Linked DNA regions of Zea mays: region 2 is linked to region 1. Evidence: chromatin contacts called from public Hi-C data. All regions are on one chromosome and are shown on one strand. The core of a region is the stretch at or near the end of the contact, and the rest is flanking DNA. Distances in the headings are between cores, read along the strand shown.

Evidence for each region. A called contact is a pair of places that touch in the nucleus more often than the background predicts.
Region 2: a contact with region 1 is called in a Hi-C map of leaf, with 3 times the contacts expected there. The contact joins the promoter of LOC100276544 here to the promoter of LOC100281836 in region 1. A contact is called at or near these places in 5 of 25 Hi-C or Micro-C datasets (ear, endosperm, leaf and 1 more).

The regions. Positions count from the first base shown.
Region 1 is chr5:92,656,742-92,662,807 of Zm-B73-REFERENCE-NAM-5.0, reverse strand. It overlaps LOC100281836, which reads right to left and starts at 3,326. Exons shown (of 8, transcript NM_001154756.2): 1 at 3,023-3,326; 2 at 2,790-2,914; 3 at 2,654-2,691; 4 at 2,119-2,229; 5 at 751-830; 6 at 488-524. The coding sequence starts at 3,262.
Region 2 is chr5:92,940,019-92,946,181 of Zm-B73-REFERENCE-NAM-5.0, reverse strand. It overlaps LOC100276544, which reads right to left and starts at 2,540. Exons shown (of 4, transcript NM_001150307.1): 1 at 2,216-2,540; 2 at 2,021-2,110. The coding sequence starts at 2,460.

The DNA.
Region 1 (6,066 bases), core at 2,077-4,576:
CGTAAGTGTGATACTGTTAACCCCATCTATCAACAAGGAGTTCACCAGGTGTTAAGTGATAGTACATTGATCATATGTATCACTTCTCACACCCAGAAGGCCGTGGAGCAAATTAAATAATGGTGTAAGCACAGATGGGCAGATCTAGGGCGGAGGCTGCCACATGAGTGGGGTCTTGAGATGGGATAAATCGAGACAAGCCTCCCCTGCAAATGCAGAGAGGCTGTTTCGAACTGGCAACATAGTGACTTAGTGAGACTGCCCTCACCACTACACCAGGCCTACCCAATATAAGCACAAATGATGCAAAGAAAAAGATGTGCTGTATTTGAAATGTGAAATGTGAGCTGATTTTACTATATACATTTATTTGGTTATTACAACAAGAATATTTGATGAATGCATTTAAATAGTTGTGGTTTGTACTTTATAGCTACTGTGCATGGGAAATGTTAGTTCAAATATTCAAGCACCAGTATGAACTCACCCTTTTCATACTCCAGAGCTTGAAGTATCATCTCAACCTGGAAATATAACAGTGCAACAAAGGATTACAGCATGCAAAGGAAAAGGAAGAAGTGGAGCCATATGGGTTAGGGCCATAAATCATAATGATTGCCTACATTAGTTAAATATCCTGCCAGTTATATGCATTGCCTATTGAATGATCACAAGAACTACCATCTGATAGCTTCAGACAGACGTTGCAATCATGCCACCAACTTGATGGATTGAAATATGAAACTGTACCTTGTCAAAATCTTTGACAACCTTCGCTTCCAAAGACGCATTCTCCTCATACTCCATCCAAAGTTCACGAATTTCTTGTGCTGCAAGACAACAGCATGCAGATAAAGGCAAGTATTTATTATATATACCATGTCAAAGATCACATGAACTCTTTAGTCTCGCCTGTACAGAGAACATCCTTTTATCCTGCATGAAAAACTGTTTCCAAAAGGCTGCTAAGATACTTTATTTAGTTCTAAAAGGTTCACTTCACATGTAAGGGATGCTGGATCTCTCCAATATTTTTTAACGATTAATGATATGAATAATGAGAACACAACCAGAATACTAGAATTCTATGTTGTGAAACTCTTAGGGAAAAAATGTTGGATGCTATGATAGCCATTTGAGCATAAATAATTTACGATCCATAATGCTTCAAGGTAGAAAATCATTAGAGATGGAATAATATTATCACCATCAATTACAATATCATGTTCAAATTCCAAAACTCATAGTCATCAACATTTGCTGAATATAAACTCTTCGGTTTTGGCTTCTACAAAAACATCCCTTATCTTTTCAACCTCCATTTCAAAATGTAGGGCGTAAGGATTCAAAAAAGTCAATGAAACTAGTCAAAATATTTGTATATTTATTGCACAAAGATAAATCTATAGATTCATATTTCACATGCATTTTAGTGAGACATTGCTTTTGTAGTAATTGATAATATATTGAGTTCATATATTGCAAGGGAAATTATTGGATAAAGCATATCTTTGAATGAAATTCTCAAACACTAATACACCTTATAAAAAGAAAAAGAGAAGTATAAATAACAGTTTCTCTGGAAATAATCTGAGTGATTTTAAGTTACCAAGAGTTTCCTTGACACCTAACTAAGGGATGTGAATACTCTAAGAATTATCCAATACTTATTTAAACTATGTATCAAAAAATAAGAACAAAAGCTGCCCGCTGGATTTCTACAAAATAATTGCCAGGTTATGATCTGCTTCCCTGATGGAAGTGAAAAGTATCGGATGGAAAAATGACCATCTAAGAAATAATAATAACAGATGAATAGCTTTTCAAGGGTAAAATAAAATATGTATATGACCTGCAAGTACTATAGTATTGTATTCACAAAATTCATTGGCATCCACATATTGTTCTTTTTTCCTTGAAACTATGGTACTATGCACACATAATGGGATCATTAAGTCTAGACTATTGAGTAATCTAGAAAGATGATGCCAGTGTGCAATAGCACCACATTCATTTCATATATAACTAAATCATGAAAAGACAATTTGAGGCATAAGATGCCTAATTAACTACAGCATAAAATGCTAATGTATCACAATTGCAAGTTTCAGTATTCACCTCTTGAACCACCACCAAGCAGCTCGCACATATGGTCCAATGCTTCTTTCTCCCTGCGGTTCTTCTCTTCCTTGGGTACATTATCAGAAGGGGTGATGTCACCAACAATTGCTGGAGTACCAAAAGAAAAAACAATTGAAATGAGTCAACTGAACCCACATCCTCATAGGCAGTTAGTTCCAGAAACAGGCAAGCTGGCTTAGGAACAGCAGCAAGAGTCCATATGAGCGGAGGGCAAAATCATGTGTTCATTTCTAAGCTGAGCATGCTTCTGAATGAAAATAGGAAAATGTGCACATAGTTTAAAGTTTTACACTTTGGCTAGCAGAGGTCAAAGAACCAACTAATTGGCACAAGTACTTGAACACACATCCTACATTCCTACTACAGGTCTCCAGTCCAGTGGTCTAGTTACCATCTACCAACATCTCAGGTAGTAATAGGCTCGCATATTCACAAAATTGCATCCCTCATCTCACACAAAGCCCCAAAACTTCAGTGAAGCCGTCTAGACGGAAGTCTTTTGAGACCATACCTTCTGCAATGTCGTGCACAATCGCCATCTTGACACACCTGTAATTGAAGGGATAAATAAACAGTGTATGAAAACGGAACCGTAAGAAGGCTAAATACTGCCGAGCTAGACTTGAGAGCGAAACTGTCAGGATCACCTGTCGCGGTTGACGCCGGGTAGATCGGCCGCGACGAGCGCCATGACGCCCATCCGGTACATGTGGTCGGCCACCGACTCGGGCGCCTGCACCCCGCGCTTCACCCACCCCGCCCTCTTGGTCGTCTGCAATTACATCCACAATCTCATCCATCGCGTCACATTTCCATCCATCTCAACCAAGCCGGCCCGTGGAAATGCGAAGCGACTAAACAGGGGCGCTCAGTCGCTCACCTTGAGGCGGTAGCAGAGCGTGAGGAAGTCGATGGCGTTGGACGCCGAAGGGGCCGGGGCACCGGCGTCCACCGATGCGGCGGGGGTCGGGGAGGAAGAGGAGGACATGGCGGCGGCGAGGCGGTGGGGGAGCGCGCGGTGAGCCGGGGCGAAGGGGACGGGGTGCTGTGGGGGCTTGGCGGCGGCGAGGGTGGTGGCGCAGAGGGAGGAGAGGGAAAGGGCTCGGCTCCCACCACCCATCGTTATTAGCTGAGGCCGGAGTAGGCGGAGGAGCGGTGGGCAGCGCAGGGCAGGCTCCGCGGATGGCGGGGTGGTCGCTCGCGGAACCGGCGCATGCCCGCCCGCGAGCCCGTGGCCCAGCTTGCGCGGCGGGCGGACCGTGGATCACGTGGGGTACTGAGGTTCTCCTAATTTGGGCCCCAGCGCACGGGGATCGATCGCGCTAGAGGGTCGATCCTTTCCTTTTTCATTTTCGGCTGCCGGGCCCATTCGGCCAATCCGGATTCCGGAGTCTGCAATGTTGCGGATAGCCCATGGTTGGCCAAGAATGCGGCCCGGCCCGTGAGGGGTCCACCCCCACGTGGAAATAACACCAGCCCATCAATTTATATGTCTTTGAGTCTGAATTTTAACCCAGCTAAATCTGTCGAGAACTTACAGCAAGGGAAGAGATTAAGCGCTGTTTGGATCAAAATATTAGACTCACTTATCCAATAAAATAGGTAACACAGAATTTTAGATGATATTATTTACAGAGTTGCGTTTAATATAGGAATAAAATAGAGGATACAATAGGGGATCAGTTGGAGATGGCCTTATACTATCAAAAAATCTTATGTGGGCTAATATCAAACGAGAAGCTCTAGTCTTCTATATAACAAGGAAATAGTTTTTTGTGCTTCTGCCTCGACAAAAAGAGAATAAGCCCTCCATTGCTGAGGAGAGGGTTCAAGGTCTGAATTTGGAAATTGCACCACAGCAAGTCCTCCCGCCTTGCCTAATTGTCTTACATGATAGGCTTCGTTTCCGTTCGCTGAATAAAGAAGCACGGTATGTCGTTTTTGACCGCTCTAGACAATTGTTTAGTAGATTTTGTTCAAACTAGATTGTTTTCTCGCGGTCAGATACATATTGTAGAGTGATTTCTTACTGTCAGATACATATTGTAGATTGATTTATGTATACACTAGCATGTTAAATCCTGATGATTTGACCTGCTTAATATATCCAATCTATTACTTTTACTTAAAAAGCCATCGATGTCCTACTAACCGCGGGTCGTACGAATCACCCCGATGGCGAGGCTCGTGCGCCAGTCGCGTGCACTACACACCCACCCCACCGGTGGCCCACACGTTGCGTTCATGAATAGATCGGTCATGCCGGCTTCTAGTCGTACACTATGTCGGCGCCCCCAACTCTGCGCCTTGATGTCACACTGACCCACGCACCCATGCCCTGCTGCTGGTCACGCCATCTCGAGCTGAGATGGTTCACGCTGCGTCAGCCCACGGCGCCACCCCGCACTGGGTCGCGCTTGCTCGGCCAGCTGGGGCGCAGCTCGTCGGCATATGCTTCAGCCACGCCTCGTCAGCACGCCCTGGACCGGCTCCCGTGGGTCATGCAATTTATCTATTTAAATTTCTATTATTGATAATTAGCACGCCTAATTAACCTAAAGTTAATTTTGTGTGACGGACTATGGTTGAAGACAACAGAATTGATTCGTGGAGCTTGTCCTCAATGGCAAGAACTAACCGACCTAGACTAACGACTGCAAGTTTCACCTAGAGGCGATATAGCTAGGAAAGGAGATCTTCTGGTAGGGCCCGAATGACACTTGCCTGAAACTTCATGAGAAAGCAAAAATTACGATCTTCGTCGGGCACCACATCCATCCAGGCCTGAAGATGGAGTATCCAGAGGTGAAAGACCATATGATATTGTGGACAGAGCTATGTGAGTGTTTCAGTGTGGAGAAGCATGTGATGCTCCCGCGGGCGCAACATGAATGGGCCACTCTCGACTTCAATGCAGTTGAGGCTTACAACACTGTCATCCATCGCATTGTCGCTCAGCTACATTTCTGTGGCCAGATAGCCATAGACTTAGAGATGATCGAGAAAACTCTCCAAACCTTCTACCCCTCCAATATGGTGCTCCAACAGCAGTACTGTAGCAACAAGTACACAAATAATGTGACCTCGTCAACATGTTGCTTGGTGCTAAGGCTCAGAATGAGCTTCTGATGCAGAACTACTAGAAGCATCCATTCGGCACGCGGTCATGCATAAAGCACACGCCAACTTCTAGTCTTAAAGGAAGAAAGGTCCCTCCAGAGAAAGGGGTCATGGGCACTGTAATAATCAGGGGATGAGAGGGGGAATTTTTACGAAGCCACCACAAAATGGCAGTAGAGTAGCAATGGCTATGGCAAAGGCAAAGGCAAAGGCAAAACCTCAGAAGGGCTATGCAAGCTCCTCAAAGCATGCCAGTGAAGGTTGTTTCAAAGAAACACTTGATTGGCATGTATCAGGAGTGGAAGAAACGCATAGCTCATAGGCTCACCTTATTTATTCATGCATCTATACACGCTATGATTATAGAGCCTATGTAACACCCTGAATTTGGGGGTATAAAATTTCTTCTCTAATATCTACCAAATTCAGGTGTTACCACTTTTCTCATCTCCGTAGATTTCCTATTTCTTCCTTTCTAATAGAGTTTTGGTTATATATTTGGGAGATGTATTTTTTTCTTTACTATATTCAAACCTAGGGGAGACATGAATTGTTGCATCATGCTGAGCTTAAACTTTGTTTTTGGTTGATGCACATGTTTGAAATATTCAAATTTGAATTTGTGGTTTCGTTGGATTTGAATTCAATAGAGAAAATAAAAATAAAAGGAACTAGAAATTCAGAATAAAAAGAAAATAGAAAAGCAGCCCAGCCTACGCACCTGCCCTCTCTCTCCATCTGCCAGGTGGGCCCGACCTATTGGTGCCGCTCACCCTCGCGCGCACGCCCCCGCTCTCCCTCTGT
Region 2 (6,163 bases), core at 1,291-3,790, 280 kb before region 1:
CCGGCCACAAATCGGTCAGGAAGGACTATCTTAAGGTGGTCGAGCTCCTTGGCTATACACTGTATTTCATGAGCTTGCTCTACAATAGAGCGATTATCAACCATCTTATAATCATGAAAGCTCTCCATGATATACAGGTCACTGCCAGCATCTGATGCACCATACTTAGTAGTAAGTGCATCCCACAACTGTTTCCCGTCTGTGTACTGCATATTCGCATCAACCAGACGGTCAACAAGGGCGCTAAGAACGGCTCCCGTGAACATAGTATTGGCATGGTCGTACTCTTTCTCCTGTTCAGGAGTCAGTGGACCCTCAGGTCTGCCTTTACTAACATGGAAGACATTCATAGCAGTAAGCCAGAGCGTGGCCTTGACTTGCCATCTCTTAAAGTGCATACCATTAAACTTTTCTGGCTTCAGCGCGTCGGCAAAAGCAGCCATAGAAAAACTAGGAAATTGTCTACAATAAGGTTTTTGGATTGTTGAATAATTAGACAAATTCCAAATTAAATTCCGAATATAAATCATGACCAAATCAGAAGAACTGAAATAAAAGCCAAATCAGATGATGCGTACTGATTAGACTTACTGATTGTTGGCGCGCGCTAGGATCAGCTGGGTCGACGATGTCGGAAGATCACGAGCAGTCGCGTGAAGACGCTTCCCAAAAACCTTATTCGCCCTCTCCTGGTGCAGGATCTAGAAGACGAAGGGTTCCGGAGACCTGCTCTCCTGATCGCAGATGCACCTCTGCGGTCGGGACGAAGGGAACTAAAAGGCGGCTCAGCTATGAAGAGAGGCGAAAGCGAACTGGGATCTGGGGATGAATTGGAGGCTGGCTGCCGGGCTCCTTTTATAGGGCCGAGTCCGCGACCCCCGTGCTTATCCACCCACGAAAATCTCGCAATCAGTTGAGATTTTGTAGCGATCGGTTAGGATAAGCGTAACAGCCAAGAAACCAAAAAATCAAACGGCAAAAGATAGCCGCGCCCCCGCAAGGCGAGGGGCCGGATTTCGGCGGACCATTCACGCGCATGTCGTGCGCCCGCGCCCTCCGCCCCGCCCCGCCCCGCCCGGCCAGGCGAGGCGAGGCGAGCGAGCGCGCGCGTGTGGCTCTCCACACTCTCTCCTCTCATCCATGACTTGGTGAGTGAGTGTGGCTTCCATATTTAAGTTAGCTCTACTCCACAAGAGCTAGCAATATGGTGCTATTGGTTCCACCTATCCCTTTGCCATCCACTTATATGGGCTTTTGAGATTTTCCTGGGATTTATTTGAATAACTTAATTGGGCCAAGCCCATAAATCCTAACATGGACTACACTAAATTTTAAACAGCTATTTGGTTTGCAAAGAAACAAAAATATCTTGCACGTCATATTTTGACAATGGAAAAACATACCTCCCTCCGTCCCAAAAATATAGTTCCTTCTAGGCCTCTTTTTTCATCCATATTCGAATAAATGGAATATATGAATGTAGACATACATATAAACCACATTTATAGGTTAATTAATGAATATATGTTTAGTCTAAAATAAATTATATTTTGGGACATAGGGAGTAGTAAGTAGTAACAGTCAATGTTGCACCTATTCCAGCTCAAGAGTTACCTATGCACATATTTTGTTTGTATGTGGCTCGCCACTATAGCTCTAGTGACGCCACAAGAAGCATCCGCAACGTCATTTGCCAGCTAGTACGTGTGAGCAGATTTGTCGAGACCGAAGGACTTTTGTGTAAGGTTCGGCGACTTGCAAATGCAAGAAAAACGAGGGAGCGCCACAGCAAATATCTCACATGGTAGACCCTTTCAAGGTTCTTTGCTAGCGCCCGATAAACACGCAGGAACAGAGCATGAGGAAAGAGTAGACGTTCATTTTTAGACTTTATTTGGATGTGCATGTATCTAAAGTGGATTGGAGTGAAAATTACGCATACATTGGATTGAGATAGACAAACAGGCATGAGGCATCAGGAAGTGCAGAAACGACGGCACGCCGATGCACGTGCATGTACCTCATGATACCCGGAGCGGCACCGTCGGCGGCCTCCTTCCGTCCTCCGGCGACCGCGAGCGCTAGGAAGAACAGGAACCCTCCCAGATGCCTGCGTGGACAAGGACCAAAAGAAAACCAAGAAGGAACGGATCAGCCACCATTCGGACGGACGGACAGGGCAGGGGGGAGACGGACGGGGAAGGGGGGCACGCACGTCCAGACGTTGAGCGTCTCGTTGTGCCAGGCGAAGGCGCTGAGGAGCGCGTCGCGGACGGGCCACTCGGCGCGGTAGTGCCCGCGGATGTACTCGTTGTCCTTGAGGTACTCCGGCAGCTCCTCATAGCCCACCAGGCGCGGCCGCGGCCGCCGCCGCGCCTCCGGGCTCGCGCGCGCCATGGCCTCCTCCTGCGTCTTGCTGGGGCCGCGTCTCCGCTTCGTCGGGGCAGTCGCGGCTCCCATGCGATGGTTGGGGTATACCTGGCTTGGCCTAGCTATGCGCAGGGGAACCCGGAGCTCGCGGCGAGGGAAGAGGACGAGTCGACGACGGGGGTTATTGGTGGCAAATCTTGGTGAGGACTGGAGGGGTGCGCGGGCGTGGGGCTACTGACCGTGGCAGGGCCGAGCCGGGCACATGGATTTCCTCTGTCGCGCACGCTTTGCCTCTGCGTTTCTCTGGACACTAGAGAAGGGAAGACAAAAGAGAGACAAGGCGTTGCCTTTGCTTTTAAGTACTTAAGTTTTAATCTCTCTATTTTTAGCTTAGTATATATATATATGATTGAAACTTAGGTCGAAAAACTTCTTTTGTGATAGATATAACAACATTTGGATAAAACCTAGTTTGCATATTCTAGTTTTACTTATTTTGCATATGTTTTGTTTTAGTGAATTATTTGTGGCTTAGATTAGCGAAGTTTTTAGAAGTCCTAATTCAACCCCCTAAGTTGTTGTGTTCCTTTCACCCTGTAAAAAGGCTTTGGTAGCCTGGCGCACCGGACTAGTCCCGTGGTGCACTAGACCAGTTTTCTAGAGAGGGCTGCAGAAGACGCCTGAAGTCTCGGGCACACCGCCCAGTCCGGTTTGCTCTAGACTGTCAAGGTGCAACGGCTATCTTAGGATCCAATAGGCGGCACAATGGCTAGCTGATGTGGCACAGGGTCCGATGTCACCTCAGATGGAAGGCGCCAGTTAGGATCCCAAAGATTGGGATATAGGATCCGGTCTGGTGTGCCCACAGAGCAGATCTCGGTAGTTTCTCTCAATGGCTCTTTGGAAGTTTGAGGCAATAAATAGACCCACAAACCAGCCCCCTAAGGGCACCAACTCATCCAAGCTAGTGTTTTCATTCCTAAGCAATAGAGAAGCACATCAAAGTGATCCAAGCGCCCATATTCGCGAGAGAGAGCTCTGCTATTGTTTTACGTTTGTGTTCTTGATTTTTTTTGGTATTGTGGTTGTGCTTTTATGTGTGTTTCTCCCCCCCCTTCTTGCTTCCATTGGAGTTCTAACTCGCATTCATTAGGTATGGCTAGCAAGGGTCTCCAATCTCTGTGGAGTACCTTGTGTGAGGAAAGACCAACAAAAAGGAACTGAGGACTCAAGCTGATCCATGATTGTTGGATCACTTGAGAAGGTCAAGAGAGACCAAGTCCTGTGAGGCTCCTCAACGAGGATGTAGGTTCTTCGGAACCGAGCCTCGGGAAACAAACTATTATGTCTCGTTTAGGGATGGCAATGGGTACATACCCGTCGGGTAGTACCATTTCATACATGTACCCATCAAAAAAAATTCTACCCGTCGGGTTACCCATATATACTCGCGGGTATAAAATATTACCCGTACCCGCACGGGTATTTTTACCCGTCGAGTAACCCGTACCCGCTAGGAAAGTCTTAAATTCCAATATACCAATCACTCAAAATATTAAATAAACATACAAAAAAAACTTCAACTTCACATATAACAAATCATATGATCACATATCTTGGTATCTAGACAAATGATAGCTAGAGAAGGGTTTTATTTTAGCTAAGATGGGCTCTATTAGATGGTTATAGTGGTATTAATGCAGGTATATTTTACCCATGGGTAGATGGGTATGGGTAGTACCAACCCGTACCCGTCTACCCAACGGGTAGAGGTTTTTACCCATTAACATACCCGCGGGTGGAGAAATCATCTCGTACCCGCCTTCATATTAGGTAAAACCCATCGGGTATTCGGGTTTCAGGTACCCATTGCCATCTCTAGTCTCGTGTTATTTACTTTTTGTAATTTATTTTCTTCTCTCTCTAAGTTCTTGTTATTATCTTCACTTGTGATATTGCTCTTAAATAAACTTTGCAGCCAAGATTAGCATCAAGTGCAAGAACTTTCCTCGTTCTACTTGTTCTAGCTTTTCGAAAGTTGCCTAGAGGGGGGTGAATAGGCAAGAGAAAACTTTTTCAACAAAAACTAGAAACGAACTGGGTAAAACTAGTTCAACCAGTGTCAAAACCGGCTCAACTAGTTTGCACGAGCTCAACTAAAGAATGAGATATAAAACTGAATTGATCTCGAAATTCACCCAATTCACTTTGTAAATGAGATGTCCTAGATGATCCACAGGGTTCAAAGTAGTAGATCTAAAAAGGGCACTTCTCAAAATCCACACACCAAAAAGATATGAACAATTCTTCCACGGAATGGTGAGAGAACGATGAACACGAACAAACACAATGAACAAGAACACAAGAGACACAAGATTTATCCCAAGGTTCGGTCACACCATAAAAGGTGCGCTACTTCCTCGTTGAGGCGCCCACAAAGATCCAAGTCTCTTTCAACCCTAATCCTCCGTTCACCGACCACAAAGGTCAAGCCCACACACTAATCTTTGCTCAAACGAGCGGGTAATACAAACTTTCTTGTGGTATTCCACAAGATTTGGAGACTCACAAGAGACAACTAGTCGTCTAGGAGCTAGAAGCTCCAAGAGTAATGAATCCACAAAGAACTCGATGTAGTACCAGAGCTCGAATGAAAAAGAGCAAGAGGGATTTGGAGATGAAGCACAAAAACTGTAGCTCTCAATCTCACTCAAAGATTTCTCTCCAAAGATTTGAAAAGGGAGAGGCAAGAGGTGTGTGAGAGAGAGTGGGAGGTGTTCCTCAAGTTAGAAATGGTGTTCAAGTCATGCTCTTGTGTGGGGAGTGGGGTAGGAGTGCGTATATATAGGTGGGGCTCCAAAACTAGCCGTTGGGCTGATTTTGCTGTGTAGGACCGGTTGAACCGCCCTTAGGGCAGGTTCAATCGCCTAGTGGTCAGACTGACAGCCACTGCAAGTCAGACTGTTCAACAGGTCCTGACACCGGTTGAACTGCCCCTAGGGCAGGTTCAATCTCCTGGTGGTTAGACTGACAATTAGTCTGCTAGTCAGGAGGTCAGACTAGTCAGTTGACCCTGACACCGATTGAACCGCCCCTAGTGTCAGTTCAACCGGTTGACCAGTGAGGTCTAGGGAAAAACCCCGATTGAACTTTCCGTGGACCCTGGTTGAACTTGTCTGGACCCCGGTTGAACTTGCCCTAGACCCCGGTTGAACCTGCTTGGACCCCGGTTGAACTTGCCCTGGACCCTGGTTGAACCTGCTTGGACCCCGGTTGAACTTGTCCTGGACCCCGGTTGAACCTTCCTGGACCCCGGTTGAACCTGCCTGGACCCCGGTTGAACTTGCCCTAGACCCCAATTGAAGTGAAGTTCAACTGAAGTTGAAGAAGCTCAACTACAACTGAAGACACAGTTGAAGTGAAGTTCAACTTCAGTTGAAAAAGCTCAACTGCTTTTCAACAAGAACACTCTCAGTTTCTCAGTCCTAATAATAGTCATACAAAGAGTGTCCAAGGGATTTTGGTTTTTCGAAATAGCTTTTGAATATAGAGGCTTCAGCTTTGGCAAACACCAACCTTCTTTTTGGATCACCCTTGATAGTACGACGATTTCTATACTCAAGTTAAATAAAATATAATTAAGTAAACTCCTTAAGTAAATTGGTGTCTCATGTGTGATTTCTCCATGGCATTGCTTCAAAAGGATCAAAAACATCTTTGTCTCACCTTTTGAAGCAAACACAAATCAAACCCTATGACTTGTAGCATTTCACCATATATGAGTTCAAATCAT